Regions from separate parts of the Drosophila melanogaster genome. Here region 1 is linked to region 2. The links are chromatin contacts, called in public Hi-C maps. All regions are on one chromosome and are shown on one strand. Each heading gives the region's core, a stretch centred on a gene start, on an enhancer-like site or on the middle of the called end of the contact. The rest is flanking DNA. Distances are from core to core; before and after follow the strand shown.

Evidence for each region. A called contact is a pair of places that touch in the nucleus more often than the background predicts.
Region 1: a contact with region 2 is called in a Hi-C map of the Kc167 cell line, with 5 times the contacts expected there. The contact joins the promoter of MED26 here to the promoter of ND-49 in region 2. A contact is called at or near these places in 27 of 107 Hi-C or Micro-C datasets (the Clone 8 cell line, the Kc167 cell line, the ML-DmBG3-c2 cell line and 9 more) and 1 of 6 datasets of contacts at active chromatin or transcription factors (the Kc167 cell line).

The regions. Positions count from the first base shown.
Region 1 is chr4:787,528-791,509 of dm6, forward strand. It overlaps MED26 (Mediator complex subunit 26), which reads right to left and starts at 1,451. Exons shown (of 6, transcript NM_166791.2): 1 at 1,368-1,451.
Region 2 is chr4:570,158-574,099 of dm6, forward strand. It overlaps ND-49 (NADH dehydrogenase (ubiquinone) 49 kDa subunit), which reads right to left and starts at 1,397. Exons shown (of 7, transcript NM_001272135.1): 1 at 1,378-1,397; 2 at 447-624; 3 at 252-376; 4 at 77-186; 5 at 1-19. The coding sequence starts at 538. It overlaps Ephrin (ephrin,), which reads left to right and starts at 1,598. Exons shown (of 5, transcript NM_166771.2): 1 at 1,598-2,014; 2 at 3,456-3,942. The coding sequence starts at 3,592.

The DNA of each region.
Region 1 (3,982 bases), core at 201-2,700, 220 kb after region 2:
AAATAAGGAAAATTAATAATTTATGGTTGACTTCCCGACTTTATTACAATTCGCCATTTTTACCAATGACAGCTGCACTTCAAGGGTGGCAGAAAATCGATAAGTATTTAACAATTATTATCGATATACTTTCACGTGAATTTCTTTTAACAGGAAGGCCTGATCATACTGCTATCAAACAGAATTGAAGAGGAATTGTATTATATGTGACATGAAAACCTATAGGAGTATTATATAAAGTAAACGTCCATTTTTGGGCTAAATGCGTGAATCTCAAAATGAAAAAAGGGTCAAATATACCAGACCAGAAAATGAAGGTTTTGTTGCTTTGTGGTTTGGATATTTTCCCGTTGTCCTATATATTTTGTAAAATATAAAACGATTTCGTAGATTCTCCGTCCAGTTACCCGCTTTACTTAATATGGAGAATATTAAAATATTGTTTGTTTTTTTACCCTTAACTTATTTTATTCGGACTAGCAATGCCGTTTTTTTTTTGTTAAGGATATATAAAGATTCTTAAACTCTTTCATTTCAATGCGAAATATTTGAAAAAAGTGTGTATATATAGGATTTGTACAAAACAAATGCTCTCGGTGTTCTTCAAAAACAAAAAACAAACAAATGGCTTACAATTACCAAACCCCATAACTTGGGTTAAGGGATCATCTCACAATTGAAAAAAAGTAAACTATAGTACTATCCTTCAGCACCAAAATCGAGTATATATTTTTTTCTTATTGCAAAACCTTTGGAAGCCTTTTGTATATAAGAATATATTTTACATTTAATAAGCAACAGAAAAAGAATATGTTTAATTTTTTATATTCACATTTTACCACAGCGGCTTTTTTTTTAATATGTTCTATAATATTATTCTTATTCTGAACCTCGAGCAGAAGAGATTTTATTGACCTTCCCGTCTAAGAACTGAGCTACCCCATGCTTATACTGTGTTTCCGTGTTTGACAAAAACCAAAACTGACTGTGTCCATATATATAGTGTAATTGGAATATAAACGGTTAGTAGTACTAAATTAGGAAGAATGCTTGTCCGATCCGTTCACACTGGTAACGTTAGAATACCGGAGAAAAACTATTATTACTTAAAATGCTAATTAAGTTTAAAAAACATTTTTGTATTTCAGTACAATAATAAAAAATTTAATCATCTCCGCTAGTGAGCAAAATTCAAATATAACGACAGTGACTCTTCTGCATATAAACTTGAGATTTGCAAAAATATAGATGCATCAACTTCATAAATTCACACTTGGCTGGTTTGTCGCTCTTACCGAAATATCCTGATATATTCCTTTTGCACATACATAAATATACTTATATTATATGTCGTTTTTAATACATACCCCCACATTAATCACACTGCACATGGTCTATTCAAAGCCATATAAATAACAAGATGCGTAACGGCCATACCAAAGACACTAGAATAACAAGATGCGTAACGGCCATACATTGGTTTGGCACTATGCAGCCACTTTTTTGGTGACGGCCAAAATTGCTCTCTTTCCGCTCGCTCACGCTGAGAACATAAGAAATCTAAAAATAGAATTTGCTTGCTTGTGTGAGTAAAAACAAGAGACGGGAACGCGTATATGTGTGGGTGTTGTGCTAGAAGACGATTTTCGGGCCGAAATCAATTCTGATCAAAGAAATGAATTTACATTGTACATATTAGGGTAGTTTTTTGCCAATTTCGTAGCAATATGATGAAATAAAATAATTTTTAAAAATTCGCGCCCTTCTTATTATAATTTTAAAATTTTAATTTTAATTTTAAAATTTTTTAATTTTAAAGCTTTTTAAATTCGTTTGTTAAAATCGCCGCTCGAATTAGCTACCGTTTACATATTTATATTTATGTTGATAATTATTTATGTGTAATATGTGTAATAGTCGGTACCCAGGGAACACTACGGGGAGGCCATTACAATTGTAATGGGGTCTTATATTTACGTATATGACCTTCGAGTCGACTTGAAATATTTTAATGTTTAACATTAAAACATTTCCATATTCCCCAATTAAGTTATTTTTCTAACTATTGTTTTTTATTATATATTGCTCGATTTTTCAGTCGTCAGTTATTTAAATAACGCTCATTTTTTTTATTCATGAGATAGAATGCTGAGCTTAGCTTGCTTTTTTTGTCTATCAGCTATCACAGTCCACTTACAATGCTTAAAAAGCAAAACTTTTATAAGTTTGTTTAAAAGATCTGTTCTATGTGCATAACATTCATTATTTTCATAAAACCATAATGGGAAGGCACTACTTTCATTTGTGCACTTAATGCATTGCTCAACAATAAATTTTTTTATACACATTTGTTTTTTATTATTTTTAAAAATATTTTCGAAAGCTTTAATGTGTATTTTGTAAATATTAAAAAATAAATCAGATGGTGCCCTTAATTTCCCGAAGTCCGATTCTATTGAGTAGTTTTTCTCATGTATAAAAAGCTCTGATGGAGCTGTTAAATGCTCGGTTTCTTTTAAAATTACCGATCTGCATTTATCGCAACTGGATCCCTTAGCAATATATCCAACAAAATATCTACTGGAAGTTAATTCAATGGGTACATCATTGCACAAAAAGTTATCTATATTTTGGTCAAAGTACCTCTCATTGTCTTGCACGATTTTGGAAAATGATACAGAGTATTCTTGTTGCTGTATTTCTTTTTTTTCAACGAAAGGCTGATATATTATCGAATCGAACTCTATTGGCAACATAACATCATCATCTGATTCGCAATTCGACTTTTGTGAAAATTTAAAAATGTGTAGAGATATGAGCTTGGCAATTATTATATTAAATTCGTTAACTGAAGGATTTCTGCAGTTACCACCTTTTGCTCGAACGCACGCAAATATATTTTCAAGGGGATCCTGGTTAACTCTACTAGTTAAAAAGAAAAAGTGGTCTGTGTGATCCTTAAAGAGATCTTCGACGAGTCCAAATATAGCTTCAGTAGTTTGGATCAAGCCATCAACACAATATATTTTATTCCCGTGATATTTAACGCTCTTTAGGTATTCCTGCATTTCCTTTAGTTTGTTCCAAACTCCATTGTTAACTTGGAGCGCGCATTTCATGGGGTTTTTGTCAGTTAATACTCTGCTATTCAGGCAATCAAAGTAATCATTATCTTTTTGGACAAATGCAGCCGTAGAAGCTGCAACTTCGGAACTATTTCGATGTAATTGCTTGTTTTGGTTACAAGTCTTAATTGCCGCTGCAACAGTGTGGCTAAGTGTTTGAGTTGCCAAACATACGCGCATTAGCTCAAATCTGGTTGGATTAACGTGACTCCTTGTTAATTTAGTCATTCTCGTTACTGATCCATGATCTAATTCGTAAACCTCTCGAATGACATCAAAGTCAACTAGTCCGTCAGGGGTTTCAAAATTAGCTCTTAGAAAATTATTCCTTACAGACTTGAAAAGATGCGGAATGTCATAAAACATATATTTTTTATTATTTAAGGTAAAGTAAGGTTTCTCATTGGTGACTTCAAGTAGTGAGGTACATTTTCTATTGTTACCTCCTTGATCATACACAACACCCCTTACTTTGAACCCAATTGTTTCAGCAATAATAATATTTTTATAAATAAGACTTTTTAAGCAATCGCCTTTTATATTCGTTTCGGCCACAAAATAGTTTAAAATAAATTTCCATTTTTTTAAAATACCCCGAAGAACAAATACGCAAATATGGCTTCCGATTTTATTAGAGCGATCAAGTAAATGCTCTATTCCATCTATTATATCAACTGACACATTGTAAGTTAGGTTTTTTTTTATTGCTACTTCATCACAAGCCAATATGCACTCTTTATCAGATGCATTCATTTCTTTTATAGCTTCTTTAAGGGCTGAGTACAAACATTCGTTGTCTCCTGGCTGTAACTTTTTTATGCTGTTCCACTTTTGCAAAGATGATGGACTTGGAAAAT
Region 2 (3,942 bases), core at 147-2,646:
GATCGGCACGCATAACGGTCTGCAATAACAGAGGTTTTAATTTACACAAGACCTGTGGTCGATTAACAGCTTAAACCTCTCCATCCAGCTCCAGCACAAGACGAAGGACTCCGTGGGCGGCGGGATGTTGTGGGCCGAAGTTCAAGGTCAGATTACGCACCGACTTTTCGACAGGCGTTACTTTGCCTAGTAGAGGAGGTAAGTCAAGCGATTAGTTCAAGGGTCAGTTTAATATTGGGTTACCAACTAACTGTTCCATGGTGGCACTGTCCAAAGTGATGTGACCTCGTCTGGATACATCACCGGGCCGCTAAACTGCTTCATGAACTCAGGGTCTGGATACCACTTGGCTGCTCCCCGTCGCGTCTCCTGAGAACTAAACAACGAGTTTCCAATTGGACAAATATAAATGATATATTCGAATTATGTAAGCATTTACTATTTACGTTAACGCGGCCGATCCAGCTGCAACAAGTTGTGGCCGCAGCCTCAAGTGTGAAAGTCCAGGAATCAACGTTCTTCTCATTATATTGGCCATCCTGATAGTCAAATTCCTCTATTTATGTTTCTTTAGTAACAATTCAGGAATCTAATACAACCAAATAGTTATCCGCAATCGGAATTCTATCCAAAAAATATCGAAAATTACTTTAAACACCGAATCTCGTACAGCTTATATACTATTTACACCAATAATATATCGCAGGTTGTTGCTTCATGAAAATGAAGTGCAAAACACATAAATTCCCTTATATATATTACACACTTTGTCATCCTGCTCGTTTACCCAAGTTTTTATTTATCTTTATATAATGTTATAAACAATAATTGCAATTAATTTTTCGAAGACCTGAATTTTACATCATCCCAATGAAGCGAATTTTGCGTTAATGGAGCACTATAAAAATATAATTACTAGAGATAATAATGATAGCTTCTGCAAGGCTAAACTTATATATCTTAGCAGTATCTCAGCAGAGCGAATGTGGACATTTAATGACTAAAAACAACGAAACTATTTAAATTCTTTAATTAACAATTGATTTCTGGACTTTTCGTCCGATGACTAAACTTAAGAAAACAAAATTATGAAAACTCTTTTAACTTGAACAAAAATTTTATGCAGTCAAGAACCGGTGCTAAGAGATAGTAACGTAAAAACGGATGATCGGACAGACGGTAGTGCTGACTCGGCTCTTGATACTGACCATATATATATTTACTTCAAATTCTTAACTCTTTCACTGGGTTTCAAACTTCTTACACCAATCAAAATAGGTTCGACACGGGTAATAGATAAATTTTAATAATTATAAAATTATTCTTAAAACATAAAATAGTGCTTAAGCCTAGCTAAAAAATTTACTAGGAACTTACATAATGGTTCTGCTACAACAAATGTCAAATAAAATCTTTATAAGACAGTTTCCTATCAATATGGTATGGTTTTTACTGTGAATATTACTTATAGTAGAAATTCGCATATGTTAAATTCAAAAAAAAAAAAAAAAACCAAACCATTTGACTTATATTATAAGATTATACGGGCCTTTGGAAAAAAATCGCTATCGATTGATTTGTAAAATTATCGATGCCCTTAAGTTTCTTTATACATCGAAAGTTAAAGTAAACATCGTTTTTTGTTCCAGCTCTAAACAAGTTTTTTTTATAGCTCTAGCTCTACAGTATTTATATAAATAATTCTTGTATGTAGTCCAAGTGTAGAAAAAACTAATTTAAATGAGCTGTTTTCGAGTATTTCTCTTCAGACAAAAACCTGTTTGGAACAATTTTTAATCATGTGAAAATGTAATTTTGAAAAAGATGTACCAAAAAAGGAAGACGGTGTTATGGGCATATATGTATATTTTGTGTTTTTATATGTCAACTATGTTATACCAACATATTTGTACCGGATTGTTAATCGTATCGAATAAGAATGTTTCCCCGAGAGTAAGATGTTTGTGTATATATAGAGTTTCTTCTGTCTCCTCGGAGAGTGTGTCGTCACTGTGTATGTATACAGAAATGTCTTTTGGTGTATACATACATATGTAATTGTATAATGCTGTTGGGATGTTTTATCACTTAAACATACAATTTTTAAGAAATATATTGATTGTTCCGTTATAAATTGAATGTCAAGAACTGCAGATCCGCTATATATTGTTGATCTTATGCCATGTTGATTGTTTATGACTATGAATGTTAAAAAATATATTAATATTTCGCCAAGCCATTACCAACCCTGTTTGTATAGAAAATGTACCATACATGTATTAAAATGTAGTATCCCACTTAAATTGATAATTGGTTTGCCGGCCTGTTAAATAAGTATTTTTGATCAATCAGGGTCGAATCAAATCAATTAGGCGGTTTCCAAAGTTAAAGCGAAGTACTTTTAAAAATCTCGTAATCTGTCAGGTGGCGGTAGTCAACATATAAATATTGTTGATCAGCATTAACAGCTGCTTATTTCGCCGACTGCCGCCGAACGCGGCGCAAACAGGATCCCTCAGTCTTAGGCTGTTTGTTTTAAAGATCAACTTGTATAAACTTTACATAAAAATATAAATACGCATAATATGCTACTGTTACATTAAAATGTTAACGCGTAATGATCTCAAAGCTTAGAATGAGTAGATATAATATGTAGTTAGATTTTGCAATGGGTAAACTAATTTCAGTCAGGATTGTCAACGAAGTAAAGGAGGAAATGTCAATAGAAGAACACATATTCTTGATCAGTTTACACAGCCATGTCGATATATTTTTTGTCTTTCTTTCCGTTTGCCAAACGACCTTCGAATTGAAGGTTGAAATCCTTTTATTTTGTAGTTCATATACATATACGGGTCGAAAAAGAATGCCGTTAAAGTATTGTTTCTTTTTTAACTGCCTAGTAAACTTTTTGACGAGATAAATTGAAAAGTATAATTCCGCTCTAAAAAAGTCGGGTTAAATTTTCTAAGAACCCTAGGTATTATATCAATTTCATTTTCAGTATCAAAATTTAATCTTGAAGAGGTGAAAACTAAGTCTACGTTAAAAAGAATACTAGACCTAAATCACAGATGAAAAAGAAACAATAATTTAACGGCCTTTTCAATTTAATTTTTTCGGATTGTTCCTATATATGCATATATATTTATATAGTGATATATATGCACAAAAGTTGTATTATTTAACTATTGTCATCAAAAATTAAATTGCACCTGACTTTATAACGCACTACATATAATTTACTCATTTATAAGAAATCTTTTAAAGGGTAAAGTAAACAACCAAACCGCATAGTAGTCTTTAGTCTGTTGGTGCGCTTCGTAACTATACCGTCCAAAGTGAGAAAATCATGTTACAAGTTACACTGCAGTTTCAGTGTTTTTTTTTTATGCCCAGAATTCGTACACGGCTACAGCGTTTTGTTGTAAAAATTGTTATTTTATTGATTGCAGATGGAGCAAGACACTTTGGTGCGGAATGACACAGATGTAGATGTAGCCAGTCAACATATTCTTATTTCGGAGGTTTATTGTATGCATTTAGCAAGAAAGCTACTAACGATCTAACATCGAAAACATTGCTGGCGGTATGCAAGAACGATCAAAGCAACTGCGTCTTACTGTTTCCTGGACCCAGTCAAAGTCTCAGATTCATGACAGTTGTCAACGTCGGAGCATGTTGGCATGTAAGAGGCGCTTAACTACCAGTAAAGTGCTTGAAGACTCACATCCACCAGTAGCTTTCCCCAATTGCAAATCTCACCGGCATCAGCAACAAAAGGAGAAACATAAAGTTCAGCTATACTCTGGAAAACCTTTAAGCATTAAGCTGTACGTGCCAGGAAGTATTGAGAGTATCCCAAAAATTCGACATAAGGCGCTTACGACAACGAATAAACAGCAACCAGCTATGCATCGAAAGTCTAAGAGCAAAAGCAAG